3 separate regions of the Sus scrofa genome follow, and regions 2 and 3 are each linked to region 1. A link is a contact called in public Hi-C and HiChIP or PLAC-seq data. All regions are on one chromosome and are shown on one strand. Each heading gives the region's core, a stretch centred on a gene start, on an enhancer-like site or on the middle of the called end of the contact. The rest is flanking DNA. Distances are from core to core; before and after follow the strand shown.

What was found. Hi-C and Micro-C count contacts between places; a contact is called where the count stands out from the background. HiChIP or PLAC-seq counts read pairs in DNA pulled down with a chosen protein or histone mark.
Region 2: a Hi-C map of omental adipose tissue shows a contact between it and region 1, with 1.8 times the contacts expected there. The contact joins the enhancer-like site here to the promoter of PDRG1 in region 1. A contact is called at or near these places in 1 of 5 promoter capture datasets (liver), 23 of 47 Hi-C or Micro-C datasets (alveolar macrophages, blood, embryonic fibroblasts and 13 more) and 2 of 2 datasets of contacts at active chromatin or transcription factors (alveolar macrophages and skeletal muscle).
Region 3: an H3K27ac HiChIP or PLAC-seq map of alveolar macrophages shows a contact between it and region 1. The contact joins the promoter of HCK here to the promoter of PDRG1 in region 1. A contact is called at or near these places in 3 of 47 Hi-C or Micro-C datasets (fetal heart ventricle, psoas muscle and skeletal muscle) and 1 of 2 datasets of contacts at active chromatin or transcription factors (alveolar macrophages).

The regions. Positions count from the first base shown.
Region 1 is chr17:35,613,627-35,618,756 of Sscrofa11.1, forward strand. It overlaps PDRG1 (p53 and DNA damage-regulated protein 1), which reads right to left and starts at 2,441. Exons shown (of 5, transcript XM_003483933.4): 1 at 2,264-2,441; 2 at 630-705. The coding sequence starts at 2,350.
Region 2 is chr17:35,512,792-35,517,921 of Sscrofa11.1, forward strand. MYLK2 (myosin light chain kinase 2, skeletal/cardiac muscle) reads left to right here. Exons shown (of 12, transcript XM_013985219.2): 12 at 1-305. Among named protein-coding and RNA genes, the nearest start is that of MYLK2, 16 kb to the left of the region's middle. Within about 2 kb of position 1,955, at least 33 of the 83 cell types and tissues checked have an H3K27ac peak or open chromatin away from gene starts, as enhancers often do. A contact at or near this core is called in alveolar macrophages, embryonic fibroblasts, fetal liver and 4 more, where this site is marked.
Region 3 is chr17:35,705,670-35,710,799 of Sscrofa11.1, forward strand. HCK (tyrosine-protein kinase HCK) reads left to right here and starts at 2,880. Exons shown (of 13, transcript XM_021078145.1): 1 at 2,880-2,975.

The DNA of each region.
Region 1 (5,130 bases), core at 1,191-3,690:
AAGATCAGTGGTGTGCCGGGGTGTCAGCAACAGCAGGGGAGACCAGGAGGGTGGAGTTATGAGTGAGGGGGAGGGGAGAGGAAAGGACAGGGGAGCATCCACAGGGTTTTACTCTGGTGAGGCCAGAAGCAAGTGCACTTTAAACTCTTGGCCCCAAGGCCCTTCATTACCGCCCTTCATTACAGCCTGGCCTCTGCCCATCTCTCCAGCCTCATCACACGCTCTGTCACAACACCTGGCCTCATCTAAGGAGCCACATCCCCTTCTCCAACACCAAGCCCATGTCCAATTCCTTCTTCAGCTTTCTCACGACTTTCATTTCTGTATTTATGCTGTTTAACCCATCTTTAGGTGCATGCACAAGGGCAGAAACTGTACTATTTTTATAGCCCCCAGCGCTTTTCCTGGTGCCGTCACTCATAAGCCAGCAGCTAACAACCTGTCTCTGAGGTGAGTGGCTAAAATCCTGAGCCACAGTCCAGGTCTGAACTGGGATACTGTCTCCCCATCTCCATGGGCTGTGCACACACCTCTGGCCTCCTGCCTGGTCTCTATCAGGGGTAAGTCAAAGGCCTTAGAAGGAGAAGTGAACAGGCCTCCTGGGCTGCAGTGAGGAAGTCTTGGCTTACCAGAGAGGCTGAGATCCTTCTGCAGGGCTCTCAGGCCCTCCCGGTTCCGATTCCTTTTGGTGTCCAGGTCCACAATCTGAAAAGCACAGGGGCATGAGGGAACTCAGACACCTCTTACCCGGGCCTGTACTCCCAACAGACCAGAGCTGTTAAAACCGAACAGAAACAAAACCAGGGCATCCCTGCTAGGTTAATTCCAATGCCCTGCTGTGTGAAGGTATTCCTTCCCCCACTTAGCTGCCAGCTCCTTCAAGACAATGCTTTGTGCAGGTGTCTTCCCAGGAAAAATGTTTCAGGACCAAACAATTTGTTTTTTTATTATCCACTGGAGCACCAGTTCTTAAACTTTAGGGCATTTCAGAATCACCAGGGGAGTGAAAACCACTCCCTGGACAAGCTCCTCCAGCTGATTCTCACCTAGTACCACAAGAAACCCAGCAATATTACACCAGAACAGCAGAGTGGGGGCACTGAGATGGGGATAACAGCACAATAGCTACCAAGGAAGTGAGGAGGTGGTACAGTACACTGCCTGAAGGAGCTGAATACTCAGGTTTGATTCATGCTGCCCACTCTAAGCTGTGTTATTTCACTTCTCTGAAAAATGGAGATAGGAACAGTACACACCTCATCGGTTATGAATCCAGGAACTAAGTAGGTCAGCACAGTACTTGACCCACAGTAAGGACCCAATAAACTTTAAACTGCTATTTACCATCCAGCATACCTTGAGGCAGTGTTTGACAGGCTCTTCCCCAAGTCTTCCCATTCTCACTACCTGAGGGAGCAACCATTCAATCTTTCTAACTGGAGATGAAGAGTCATGAATCTTTCTTGATTTCTCCCACTCCCTCACCCCTATACCTAACGATCATGGAAGCCTAAGTCCATCTCCAAAATATATTTCTGACCCAACACCACCACCTTGGCTCAAAGCCATCCCTCACCCCACCCATGGCAATGGCCCCTCATATTCTCTTCTCTACAGAGTGCCTGGCCCCTCATATTCTCTTCTCTACAGAGCAGCCAAAGGGATCTTTCAAACCCTAAATCCATTACATCACTCTCCTTCTCCCCATGAACTCTTTTCAAAGCCTCTGCATCTTTATTAGTACCAAACCCAGACTCCCAGTGCAGGTTTGCATGGCCTTCCAAGGCCAGGGCCCCACACTCCTCCCACATCCCCATCCCTGCGTGATCCCAAGACCACTCAGGCCTCTTTTCTGTTTCTCTTCTCCACTCAGAGTGTGAACTGGGGCGGTGCAGCCCAGCTCAGGGAGGGAGCCCAGGAACCGCATTTTGAAAGAGGGGTTCAGATCAATCAAATGCCCAAAGGGGTGAGTAGATCGGGATCGGGAAGGTAGGGCAAGGGAGCAGAGAAAGGATGGAAGAGACGGAATGCCTGGCACAGAGAGGCCCCCGTGTAATACATGCAGAATGAAGCGCGGCGCTTCATTTAACCCACATAATCTCACAGCCGCCCAGCCTGTCGTCACGGCCATTGGCCTAAAAGCCTAGGTCACCTCCTGGAGAGCCTGAGCTGGAGCGATTCCGCACCTTGCGCTTCACTAGGCGCTCGCCACCAGGCCCCAACCTCCGAACCCGGGTCCCAGCCTCGCGGATCAGCCTCCTACCTGCCGTTTGTCCGCCAGAACCTCTTCGGCGAGCTCCTCCACCTCCACCAGGTACCGCAGCACCCGCTCCGCTTCGGGTGACAGCATAGTGCGCTCCAGCCCCGACTCTGCTCTGCCGCGACTCTAACAAGCTCCGCCACAGCTCGCTTCTTGCTTTGCCTGCGCACGCGCAGCTCTGACGGGGCTTCCGGCGCGCACGCGCAATTGAAAGAAGAACGGTGGCGCGCAGGCTCCAACGAAAGCGCGTTAGCGGAACGCGAGAGGCGGGGTCTAGCTTTGGAGGCAGGGTTAGAGCGCCCCCTGCAGGCCAAGGGAACATAGTCGGCTATGCTGCTGCTCTTTTTTTTTTTTTACTTCATTAAAAAATTTTTTTTAGATTATAGTTGACTTACAGTGTTGTGCCAGTTTCTGCTGTATACGCTATGATGCCTCCTAACCACTCCCTCCCTTCGTATAATTCTTGAGCATCTACTCTGTGCCAAGGAGTTATAGGTACTGAGGAGGCAACTGTGAGCAAAACAAAGGCCCTGCCCTCATGAAGCTTCATCCTAGTGGGAAACATGGACAATTAATGACAAAACAAATAATTATATAATATGGCAGGCAGTGATAAGGCTTCAGAGAAATCAAATAATTCTTCCTCTGCTTGAGGAATACGGAAGAGGCCCATGTGACATTGTGGTTTGGGGCGGGGGGTTTGGCGGAACTCACGGCATGCAGAAGTCACCCAGGCTTGGGCTCAAACCCACACCATAGCTGTGACACAAGACAAAGCAGTGACAACGCCAGATCCTTAACCCACTGTGCCATCAAGGAACTCTGACAGTGTGACATCTTCACTTTCCAATTTATAAAATGGAGTGAATAAAAATCCCCCTTATTGTCTTTCTTCAGGACTAGAAGGAGGCAGGAATCTTTTTACTTTTTAAAATTTAATTTAAATTTTTTGAGGGGGTCTTTTTAGGGCTGCAGCCACAGCATATAGAGGTTCCCAGGCTTGGGGTCAAATCCAGAGCTGTACCAGCTGGCCTACACCAGAGCCACAGCAACACCAGATCCGAGCCGATGTCTGCGACCTATACCACAGCCTCATGGCAATGCCAGATCCTTAACCCACTGAGTGAGGCCAGGGGTCGAACCTGCATCCTCATGAATACTAGTCAGATTCGTTTCTGCTAAGCCACAATGGGAACTTCAGGAATCTTTTTAAATTGAGTTTGATTCCCACATTCACTGAGCCCTTGTATTGGGCCCAGTGTCTGCAATAGCTGACCTACACCCAAGGAAGGGGTTAGAAAACCATGGGCCGTGAGCGATTAAGTGCCAGCTCAGAAAAGAAGTTGTGTAAGTGCTGGAAAGTGAACCCGTGTGGGCCGTGGGATCTGGGAGGACCTCCAAGAAGAGGGGGGCAGGTGGAAAGTGGCTACCCTTCAGAACCAGAGGGTTCCCTAGAAATCTTCATGCCCAAACCCCTCACTGCATGGCTGGAAAAATCAAGGATCGGAGAGCGGCGAGGACTTTAAAAGGTCAACAGCAGACCTGATACTATAATTCTGACCTCCTTTCTCCCTGAGTCCAGCTTTTATTTCTCTCCTTTTGGCCACTGTAACCAAGCCCTTTCATAACCTTTGCCTTATTTGAATTTCACAATGACCTTTGTATAGACAAGTTATTACTGTCCCATTTCACAGCTGCTGACGGAGGCCAGGAGAAGGGTGATGCCTTGTCCACAGCAAGTCAGGAGCCAGCATGGGTCCAGGAGTGCACTGGCTTCTAGACCACTGCTGTCTCTAGACCCTGAAAAAAAGGCTCTTCCCCAAACTGTGGCCCTGGAAGTCCCAGGAGCACCCAATCTTTGCCTGGCCTTTGGCTTCCTTTGACTGCCAGAGGCAGAGCTATTTTTCCCTGCAGCCACCTGGCATGGGGAAAGAAGGAGACTCATTAAGGATTCCTCATTGAGGGTGAATTTGTCACCAAAGCCAGGATGTTTTGTATAAACACCTTCTGGTTCAGAAATGCAGACACAGGCCCTGTGAAGGAAGGTGGAGTATTAGCCACAGGAGAAACGGAGCCCACCAGTCATCCCTTGGGCCTGGAACCCAGGACTGAGTCTCCTCCATCTTGGGGCCCAGACTGACCCCTGACCCCTGCCAGATGGGCATGGATGGGGCAGGGTGGAGGGAGGCACCCAAATTGGCAGCTTCTTGGCTGTGACTGGCCCTTAGAGGGCACCCCTGCCTGCTGGCAGTGTTGGGGAGGAGGTCATATCTAAGACTTTGAGCCAGTCAGACCTGGAAGGACTCCTGTTTCAGAACCACTTAGGTTTCACACCATCTGTTTCACAGATATTTATTGACTGCCCTGGTCCTGTTATAGGGATTCCACTGTGAGCAAAACAGGCATGGTCCTTGCTCTCAGAAGGCCGGTGGGAGGAGTTCCTGTCGTGGCTCAGCAGTAACAAACCCAACTAGTATCCATGAAGACTCAAGTTCAAGCCCTGGCCCCGCTCCGTGGGTTAAGGATCCAGCATTGCCATGAGCTGTGGTATAGGTCAAAGATGTGGCTTGGATCCTGCATTGCTGTGGCTGTGGTGTAGGCCAGCAGCTGCAGCTCTGATGAGACCCCTAGCCTGGGAACTTCCATATGCCATGGGTACAGCCCTTAAAAAAAAAAAATTCTGATGGAGACACAGACAGGCAATAAACTCATGAACAAGCAAACACATCATGTGTCAGGGAGTGGGTGATAAGTGCCATGGAGCACAGAGCAGGGCAAGGTGGAGAGTGAATAAACAAGGGGCCACTTGAGATACGGTGGTCAAGGAGGGCTTCTTTGAAGAGGTGGCATTTGTACAGATGTGCAGGAAG
Region 2 (5,130 bases), core at 705-3,204, 100 kb before region 1:
CCCGGCACACACCATCTGGCTGGGCCCGGCCCCCCGCCCACCTTCCTTGCGACCACCAACACACAGGAACTCCGCCTGAGAGAGAGGACGCCCTGCCCAGGCCTGGCGGAGGGGGAGGGGCGAGGCCTAGGGGACAGGGGAGACCACCCCCGAGCTTGCCTGAGGGCCAAGCCGGCCCAAGCCAGGCACTCCGGGCCCCCTCCCCAGGGTCAGCCGCGGCCCAGGAGGAGGGGGAGGGCCGTCAGGCAGCCCCCAACCTGCTCTCAGCTTGTGCCTTGTAAATAAATGTACAGGTTGGAAGTGGCCTCCTTCCCTCTCTGTGTGTGCACTTGGGGACAGTCACAGGTGGAGGACTACCGTGGGGCCAGGGGCTTTATTATTATTATTATTATTATTATTATTGCTCTTGAGGGCCACACTTGTGGCATATGGAGGTTCCCAGGTTAGGTGTCAAATTGGAGCTGCAGCCGCCGGCCTACACCGCAGCCTCAGCAAGGCGGGGACCCGAGACACGTCAGGGATCCACACCACAGCTCACGGCAACACTGGATCCTTAACCCAGTGCGGGGGACCAGGGATTGAACCTGCGTCCTCATGGACACTGGTTGGGCTCGTTACTGCTGAGCCACAATGGGAACTCCAAAGGGGGCAGGCATTTGAGCAGCCCTTGGTGCTACCGACGCGGCCTCAGAAGCCAGACTGCCCAGCGTGTGATCTGGGCAAGTGGTCCCCCGCTTTGTGCCTCAGTTTGTCCATTTGTGAGCTGGAGGTCCCCACACCAGCCAGAATTTATGGGCGATTGCTGGATGCAGGCTCTATTTCAACGCTCGTATGTACAACTCATTGACCCCCCACAGCAAGGTTGTGAGGTAGATATAGTTCCTGTTTTACAGAGGGGGAAACTGAGGCTTATGAGGGGAAGGAACTTGAAGGCTTTTCAACAAATTGGAAGCTGGGGCTTGAAATCTTCTCTCTCCCAGAGCAAGGCTCTGCCCATGGGCCCACGGACCTCTCACCAGCACAAGGGGGAAGCAGAAGCTTGGCCCCCAGGTCGAGCCAGAAGTTGGGCCCTGCAGTGACGGGGGTCTCCTGGGAGGCCTGGGGGAGAGAGCTGTCCTCTGGTTTTCCTGACAGGCCCCAGCCGGCCTCGCCCAGGCCTGCCGTGCAGGGGAGGGGCTCCACCCAGAGGGCAAGGGAGCTTAACCCTGACAGGGTGCAGCCTTTCTGACCGTGAGGACAACTGAGTCAGAAGTGGGACCGGCCCAACGGGGGCACCCTGTCCGCCTGCTGATCCGCCTGCTGAGGTTCACAGCAGTTCACATGCACGGAGCGCCTACTGGGTGCCCGCCCTGGCCCAGCTCTGTGCGTTTGCGATCACATCGGCCGTTCACGTGATGGCACCGTGGGCACTTGAGTTACGTCCATTTCTCCCACGAGGAAGCCAAGCCTCAGGGAAGTGACGCCACTCGCTCCGAGTCCCGCAGCTCATCTGCGGCAGAGCCAGGATTTGTACTCAGACAGTCTGGACCCAGAGCCCCTGCTCTTAACAGCGACCCTGTCTGCCTCCGAGTACTCTTGGACAGAGAGACCTTCAGCCTTCATCCCTCTCTGCCTGCCTCCCTGATCACTGGCCTGGAGGGCGAGGCGGGGTCCTCACTCCCACTCCTGCTCTGTTTCAGCAGATGGGTATGGAGTTCCCCCGGCAACAGGTGCCACATGGGGCAGGGTATGGGGGACTTTGAGGGGCTGAGCCTACTGGAGCTTGTTGGGGGGCCTGGGGAGCCTGGCTGGGGCTCCTGGTGGGAGATGTGCTCATGGGCAAGGCCCCCTGGGCCGTGGCTCCCTGCCTGCCTGTCCGCCCGCCTGCCCGCCCGCCACCTGCCAGCTGGGCCAGGCCTGTGGTTTCCTCTGAGTTCTCTCAGCCTTGCTGGCCCCCGCCCAGCCTGAGCCTCGGCCACACAGCGTGATGATGAGAGATGAGTCATGGCCATAGTGGAGGGGTGAGGAAATGAGGTCCAGCCAGTGCAGAGAACCAGGGCCCGGCTCCAGCTGGGGAAACCGAGGCCAAAACGAAACGTCTCCTCCGCAGTGACAGCTGGGACTAGAACCCGGGACTCTGGACTCCCCGTTCAAGCCTCAGTTTCCTCCTCTGTCACACGCAGATGACAACTGTCCTCTAATGCTCCTCTATGAGGGCCTTTATGACAATCGAGCGCTGGGACAGGGAGCTCATTCACCATATTTCCGAGGTGAGGAAACAGGTTCAGAGAGGGAAAGGGACCTGCCCAAGGCCACACAGCCAATTAACATGTCCTGGGAAGGAAGCCCACTCAGAACCAGGGAACGGGGCTGACCATGGCCTCTGTCTCTATCCCCTCCTGGGAGCACATCTTAGACAGTTCTTTTGGACTCATCCGGTGCCTCCTTTGGGCCTCCCCTTGTTCCTGGAGGGGAAGGATGGGGACTTGACGATATGGATGGGGAAATGATGGGGTTTCAGAGAGATTTTGCTCCCTGAGGGCCACAGAGCTTGCCCAGGAGGAAGCTTGGGTGGCAGCCGCTGGCGAAGGACTGAGTCTCAGTCCCGCCGCAGGCAGGGGCCCAGGCCCGTGACCTTCACTAGAGCGCCCAGGCCCAGCAACCTCAGAGCTGCCGTAATGAGGGAGTGGTCCATGCTCCTGTGGGCTGGCCAGCGGGGGCCAGAGCCAGGACTAAAGCTCTGGGTCTGGGTCTGCCGTTCCGCAAGTCCTGGATGACAGACAACAGCCATGCCCTGCCCCTTGCTTGGTGGGCCCTGCCCACCGCGGTGCCTGTGTCGTGGGCTCCCCCTGCATGGTGTCTGGCACAACCGCCATGCTGTGATCTTCCCTGCAAGTTGCTCGGTACCCCCAGGAGCCCAGGGCCACGAGCTTCTCCCGCACAGCACCCGGGGCCCCCCTCACGGGCTGAGAAGAGTTAATGCCCTCAACGGGCCAGCTCCTCCCGACTGGTCCCAGCCCCAGCCCAGAGCGCGTTCCTCCAAGACTATTTCCTGCCTCTGGGCCTTGGCCAGGCCCACAGTGACCACCCCCATGGGTCTGAGGCCGCATCTGGTTTGGATTACACCAGGGCTGGTGACGCTGCCTTTTCCTGTCGGCGTCCAGTGGCCTCAAATTCCACCGGCCACCTTGGACCCAGCAGGGCAGCTGTGGGAAAAGATTCAACCAGCGACAGGGCTGCCCCGACGGTATGAAGTGGCCAGGGCCATCCTGAAGGATGTGCCCACCTGGACCGAGCTCCCGCTTGTGCAGTTGCCCGCACACCTGTTCCTTCCTTCACTCTCGCCCGTGTTATTTATGGAGCACAAAGCCCTGCACCCAGGGACTCCCATGTGTACATTCGTTTCATCCCCACCCCGTGACTGGGTATTTCATTACCAGCAGTTCTCAGATGAGGAAACTGCGGCACAAGGACTCTATGGACAAGGCTGTGGGTTCCCAGCCAGTCAGTACTGGGGTGGGATGGCAAAGCAGGCGGTCTGACTTCAGACACATCCGATCCCTATTTGTTGAGCCCCTTTTCTGGGCCTGGCCCTAAGCCAGAGACTGGAGATGAATTAGTCATGGTCTCGGCCCTCAGAGAGTTCACAGCCTCTGGGACCCCGGCGGTGGGAGGCTGGGGCTTATGGTGGAGCTGGAAGGGCATGGCAGAAGCCACTAGGTCCTGGTCTCTCCTCTCCAGGGGGAGTGACTTCCATGCTTAGAGCAAATGAGGAGGAGGCCTCTTCCAGAAAGAGAGAAGGGGGTGTTCTAGGCTGCTCCAGGGAGCTGAGAACAAGCTTGTCATCCCAGTGGGGCTTTTGCATATGATGAGGCAGGAAATCAATCTAGAGAAGTTGACAGAAGCCTCAAATGCCAGGCTGAACTGGGGCCATAGGAAACCGTGGAAAGGTTTTTGGTGGTTTTTTTTTTTTTTCTTCTTTCTTTCCTTTTTTTATGTTTTACTTTATTGGGCTGCACCTGCTAAGTTCCCAGGAAGTTCCCAGGCTAAGGGTAGAATCGGAGCTGCAGCTGCCGGCCTCCACCACAGCCATAGATAGCAAAGCCAGATCCAAGCCGCCTCTGTGACCCACACCACGGCTCACAGCAATGATGGATCTTTACCCCACTGAGCAAGGCCAGGGATCATCATGGATGCTAGTCTGGTTTATAACCCAGGGAGCCACAACAGGAACTCCCCCATGGAAAGGTTTTGAACAAAGAAGGGACATGGTCAGATCTGTGGTTTAGAAGGATCCCTGTGAGTGGGAGAGACTGGAGGCAGGGAGGCCAGAGAGAGGTTGGGCCAGGTCTGCTTGGGAAGCTGTAATGATTGTGGGGACAAGAGGAGGGAACTGCAGACCTCATACACCTCCAGAGAGACAGGCTGATGACAAAGAGACCGGGTGTAGGTCAGGCCGAATGGGGTTCACATCTACTTATTTGCCCTCTCTGAGCCTCAGTTTCCTGTCTGTCAAATGGGATAATACTACCTGCCTCCCAGGGTCAATGCAAAAGTGACATGAGAGGGTTCCCATGTGGTGCAGCAGGTGAAGGATCTGGCGTTGTTAATGCTGTGGCTCAGATCACTGCTGTGGCGCGGGTTCGATCCCTAGCCCCGGCACTTTCGCGCGCTGTGGGTGTGGCGGAAAAATAAAAGGGACATGAGATGCGCCGGCCAGTTGAGCACTAGGCCAGTCTGCTGAGCTTCTGCTTGTTCCACAACGATGTCTCCAGCCACGACTTTGTTCCAGATACTGCTTGAAGTGCTGGGGACAACAGCCAACAGACAAACACCCCTGGTCTCCTGGAGTTTCTCTCTGTTGGGGAGACAGATGCTGGACAGCAATAATGAATTTAGAGTGAGATGGTAGGACAGACAGGGGATGCGGTGGTCATGGGTCTTCTCTGAGGAGGTTTGAACCAAGACTGAAGAGTGGGCAGGAGTGAGTCCTGTGGGTATTTGTGGGAGATGGTTCCAGGCCGGAGGACCAGTGAGTGCAAAGGCTGTTTGGAGCGAGGCAGGGGAGGGCAGGGGAAGCCAAAGCCAGATCACACAGGCCTGTAAGGACTTGGCCTTTGGCTCTGAGTGAGCCAGGGAGCCCCTGGGGGG
Region 3 (5,130 bases), core at 1,630-4,129, 92 kb after region 1:
TTACAATTGTATCAATGTTCTTTGATGGTAACATGAGTTAGATGAGAAATGTTTTTTAATTGAAAAGAATGACAATGCCAGAGTTTCCGCTGTGCACAGTGGGTTAAGAATCTGACTGTGGCTTGGGTCTCTGTGGAGGCAAAGGTTTGATCCCTGGCCTGGCACTGTGGCTCAGATTTGATCCTTAGCCTGGGAACTTTCATATGGCATCGCTGGAGCCATAACAAAAAAAAAAAAAAAAAAAAAAAAAAAAAAGAACGACAATACCAAATTGGCAAGGATGTGGGGAAAAAAACCATATAAAACTGGTGAAAATGCAAAATGGTATAATTACTTTGAAAACCAATTTAGCATTGTATTATAAAGTTAAACATACACTTACTATATGACCCAGCAATTCGATCCTAAGTATTTACCCGAGAGAAATGAAAATATGTCCACACAAAGACTTGCACATGAGAAGTTCATAGCGCTTTATTTATGTAGCAAAACCAGCCCAAATATCCATCAACAAGTAAATGGATAGACAAACAGTAATACATCTATACTACAGAATACTACTCAGCAGTGAAAAGGAGAAAAATGCTAGAACATGAAACAACATGGACACTCAAAAGCAATATGTGAGTAAAAAGAAGACAGATCAAAAAAAGAAATATACCCTATGCCTGCATTTATGTGAAATTCTAGAAAAGACAAAGCTACTCTCTAACAGCAAAAAGCCAATCAGTTGTTACCTAAGAAAATGGGTAACCCACTGAGTGAGGCTGGGGATTGAACCCGAGTCCTCATCGTTTGCTAGTTGCGTTCGTTAAGCACTGAGCCATGACAGGAACTCCAGAAATGTTCTATATCTTGATTAGGGTGGTGGGGACACAGATGTATACAATTGCCAAAACTCATCAAGCTGAATGTTTTAAAGGATGCATTTTATTTATAAAATTATACTGCAATAAACTTGATAGGGGCTTTGGGAATACATACAAGAATTTTTATTGCAGCATTACTTTAACAACAAAAAAACTGGGGAAACTGGCTGTCAACAGGAGAATGTTTCAGCTCTCAGTGGTCCTTTGCCATCTGAATGGCATACTTGTGGAAGAAGATGTAGCTAATGCCACCATGACTCCCTCATGCTCCCAGAACCTGCTTCTCTCGTCCTAGGGGCTCTTTCTGGTGGCTGGAGCATAGACGGGGCAAGCCAGAAATGCTGGAGTATTAATACCCTCCCCCACTGGGAGGAGCACCCTCATCCAATGTCTGCCAGGAGTTGGTATATAAATGCCCCACCTCCCTCATGTCTCGGGTGGGAAAACTCTGAAGTGGGCATAGCACACTGTCTGCAGTGTTTGCTCCCCAATGGGATTGAGCTCTAGGAGCCCACGGTTGGAGCTTGATGATACTCTCTTAACTGGCTTCCTTCTCTTGCCCTGTCTCAATCATTTACGTCCTTACTAGTGATTTTTGTATCTTCCAAATAATCAACATTCACTTGAATCCATGTCTAAGGTCTGCTTCTTGGGAATTCAAATTAAGACCAGTAGATGGTGTCAAGGGTCAATCAAGATATGGGGAAGTGACCACTGTGGCTCAGTGGAAACAATCTGACTAGTATCCATGAGGACGCAGGTTCCATCCCTGGCCTTGCTCAGTGGGATAAAGATCCGGCGTTGCCATAAACTGTGGTGTAGATCCCAGACAGCGACTCAGATTCTGAGTTGCTGTGGCTGTGGCGTAGGCTGGCAGCTGCAGCTCTGATTGGACACCTAGCCTGGGAACCACCATATGTGGTGGGTGCAGCCCTAAAAAGCAGGGGAAAAAAAAAAAAAGATATGGGGAAGTGGTGGGAGAGGAATCCAGGCAGCAGCCATTACGTAAGCATTCTTGGTCAAGCAATTCTTTATGAAATTCTCACATGGGTTCATAAGGAGACACGTATGAGGCGGTCCATTGCAGCTGTGTTTATGGTACTGTGAAGTAGTGTGCCGTCTGGGCATCCATGACTAGGGGAATGGATACATAGACTATGGAGGATGTAGACAACTACCTTTGGCAGCATAGCTAGATAGTAACAGTATCGAGTGATAGAGTGGGGAAAAAAGGCAAAACTGAATACCTACCACCCAAGTAAATCAAGCACACAATCAAAACATTATCTGCTTTTTAAAAGTGCAGGCATGTATTTAGGTACACACACCAAACACATAAGAACAGGGTTATTATCTTTCTCATTCAAGTTTCTGTTCTCCCTTCCCACCCCTCCTCAGATATTTGGTTATGTCTGGATACATTTTTAGCTGTCACGAATGGGGAAGAGGGTTTGCTACTAACATCTAGTGGATGAAATTCAGGAATTCTTTTCAATATCCTACTATGCACAGGACAGCCCCCAAGACAAAGAATTTCAGGACCTAAAGGTCACCAGTGCCATGGTTGAGAAGCCCTGTGTAGCCCAGAGCCCAGCACAGTATTGCTGAATGAATGAATGAGAGATGAAGGTGGCCTGAACTGGCTAGGAGCAGTGGGACTACAGAGACGCAGTAGGATTCTGGAGGTGTGTTCAGCAGAATTTTGGGTGAGAATCCTTCTCTTTCCAGGTGGAGATATGCTGTGCCCTTGCCTGGCGCTGGGCACATCTCTTTCATGTGCGGCCTCCACTTGCCGTCACTCAGTTTTGGAACTCCTCTGAGCTACCCGGAAACCGACAAGGAGTGAGCTAGGCTGGTTCCTGCGGGCAGGGCACTTTGCATGGATTTGAATAGCGAGGGGCCTGCAGAGCGGAAACCGCAGACCACAGAAGGGATGGGAAGGCTTAGGACCCGGCCTGGGGGAGGGGCCTGGGCTAGAAGGAGGGGTTTGGAATGGTGGGGAAACAGGTCGAAATGCTTGGAGGAGGGGGAGTGGATTTAGAATCCTGTACGAATGACGACAGTGGGGTGAAGATCCTCCGGAATCGGTTTAGAATCCTTTAATAGGTGGGATCAGAAATCCTGGAGGTCAGGAATGGAATCTTTGAATGGGTCGATGAGAATCTGGAAGGGGGGGGTCGGGCGTTTAAAGGGTATTAAAATCCTGTGAGGGAGTTCCTGATGTAGCCCAGCGGGTTAAGAACCGATTAGTATCATGACGATAGGGGTTCGATCTCTGGCCTCGCTCTGTGGATTAAGGATCCAGCATTACGGTCAGCTGTGGTATAGGTCGCAGACGAGGCTCGGATCCCGAGTTGCTTTGGCTGTGGCGTAGGTCGACAGCTGTAGCTCCGATTTGACCCCTAGCCTGGGAACTTCCATGTGCCGCGGGGTGCGGCCCTAAAAAGAAAAAAAAAAAAAAAAAATCCTGTGGGAACAGGTTAGGATCACCTAAGAGAGAGATTAGAATCTTTAGGATTAGGGTCATAAATCTTGAGGCCTGGGTTAGAATCTTTTTTAGAAGCCTTTGGTTGGCCGGGATTAAAATCCTGGGGGCAGAACTAGAAACCTCCCGTAGGCGAGGTTAAAATTCCTTCCGCTGTGAGAATCAAAATCCTTCAGGGCAGAATTAAGACCTTGGGAGGAGATGGGGTGTTGGGGTTCTGGGGAGGGCGGGGTTTAGAATCCTTTGGGACGGGGTTAGGGCTTTGGGAGATGGAATTCGAATACATTAGAGAAGGCATTAGGTTATCTGGGGGTTATGACCTTTGAGAGACCGGTTAAAATTCTTGGAGGCGGGGTTATCCTTCTGGAAGGAGGTTAGGATTCTTGGGGACAGGGTTAGAAGTTTTGGATGGGCGGGGTTTAAAAATAATTTCCTACTTGGTGGGATTAGGATTTTGGGGAGGTGGGGACGGAGATTAGAATAACCCGGGTCGGGTTAGAATCTTCGGGGGCGGGTTTAGGATACTCGGGGGCGGGGTTAGCACCACTCCGGGCGCGGCTAAAGCGCCCAGATGGTCTGTGGGCGCCAAGGCGTCCCAGGTCCTAGCCCGGGCGCAACTCTGGGCGATTGGGAGGGACGCAGACAGCTCAGCCAAGAGGGGCCCCCAAAAAACAACGCACCGAAACACCTCGGAGCGCAGCCCCAGCCTCTTCTCCAAAGTCACTCTCTCTTCCCTGCGGCACCGGCGCCCGGGCACCCCGGGATCTGCCGAGCTGGGGGGTCGCTCCAGTTGCGAGGACCCGGGCTGCCCACCGGAGGAGGAACGGGCGCCCAGGTGAGTTTCTCGGACCCAGGATCGGGCGACATCAGCTCGTCACCTTGGCCTGACGGTCTTCGGGCTGCGGAGGGAGCCCAGGGTGGAGAGCGGGGAAGGTTGGGCTGCAGCTGGAAGGGACCGTCGGGGAAGCGGATGACAGGTGGCCGGATGGGGGGACCGAACCCTCCGGGAGGATGCCCAGATAAATAGCAGAACTGCCTGGCTGAGAACCTGGGAAGGCTCGAGAGTGACTTTAAGCCTGAGCCGCCACTTCTCTGGGCGGTCCAGCTTCCCTTTCTGCAAAAGGAAAAAAAAAAAAAAAAAAAAAAAAAAGTCTTCACAGAGCCCGGGGAGGGGAAGACCCTTACGATTCCTGGTTGGGGTGGATGATGGTCACAGTCACGGCGGGTTGGCAGCCATAGTGGGGAAGGGGACAGCTGGCCGTAGGCGTGACGTGTGAGCCACACCCAGGCAAGGCTGCAGCTGGGTCTGCTCGCTGAGCTTGCTCCTCCTCCCACGCTGGGCCCTGATCCCCAGCAGTCTAGGTTAAACCCCAAAATCCCCTGGACAGACCACAGGATGCCTGGCCCCTCCCTTTCCTCCTTGTGAGACCTTGGACAAGTCACCCTCCCTTTCTAAATTCCCTTTCCTCATCTGTCAAGGAGCACTATCAATTCTTCCTTCCAAGGCTGCAGTAAGCTAGAGTGTGTTAGAGATCACTATTGTGGCAGTTTAGTGTAATAGTTAAGGAAGAGGTTTCTGGGAGCAATCTGCCTGTTGAACCTTGGGCAGGGGATCTGGTCTTTCTGTGCCTCCGTTTCCACAACTGTAAGATGGGGATAATTAAAATAATGGTTGTGTCATAGGGTTGTTTTGAAGGTTAGACTGAGTTATTGAAGGAAAGCTCTTAAAGCACTGCCTGACAGGTCGACGGCTTAATTGGTATTCACTACTATCAC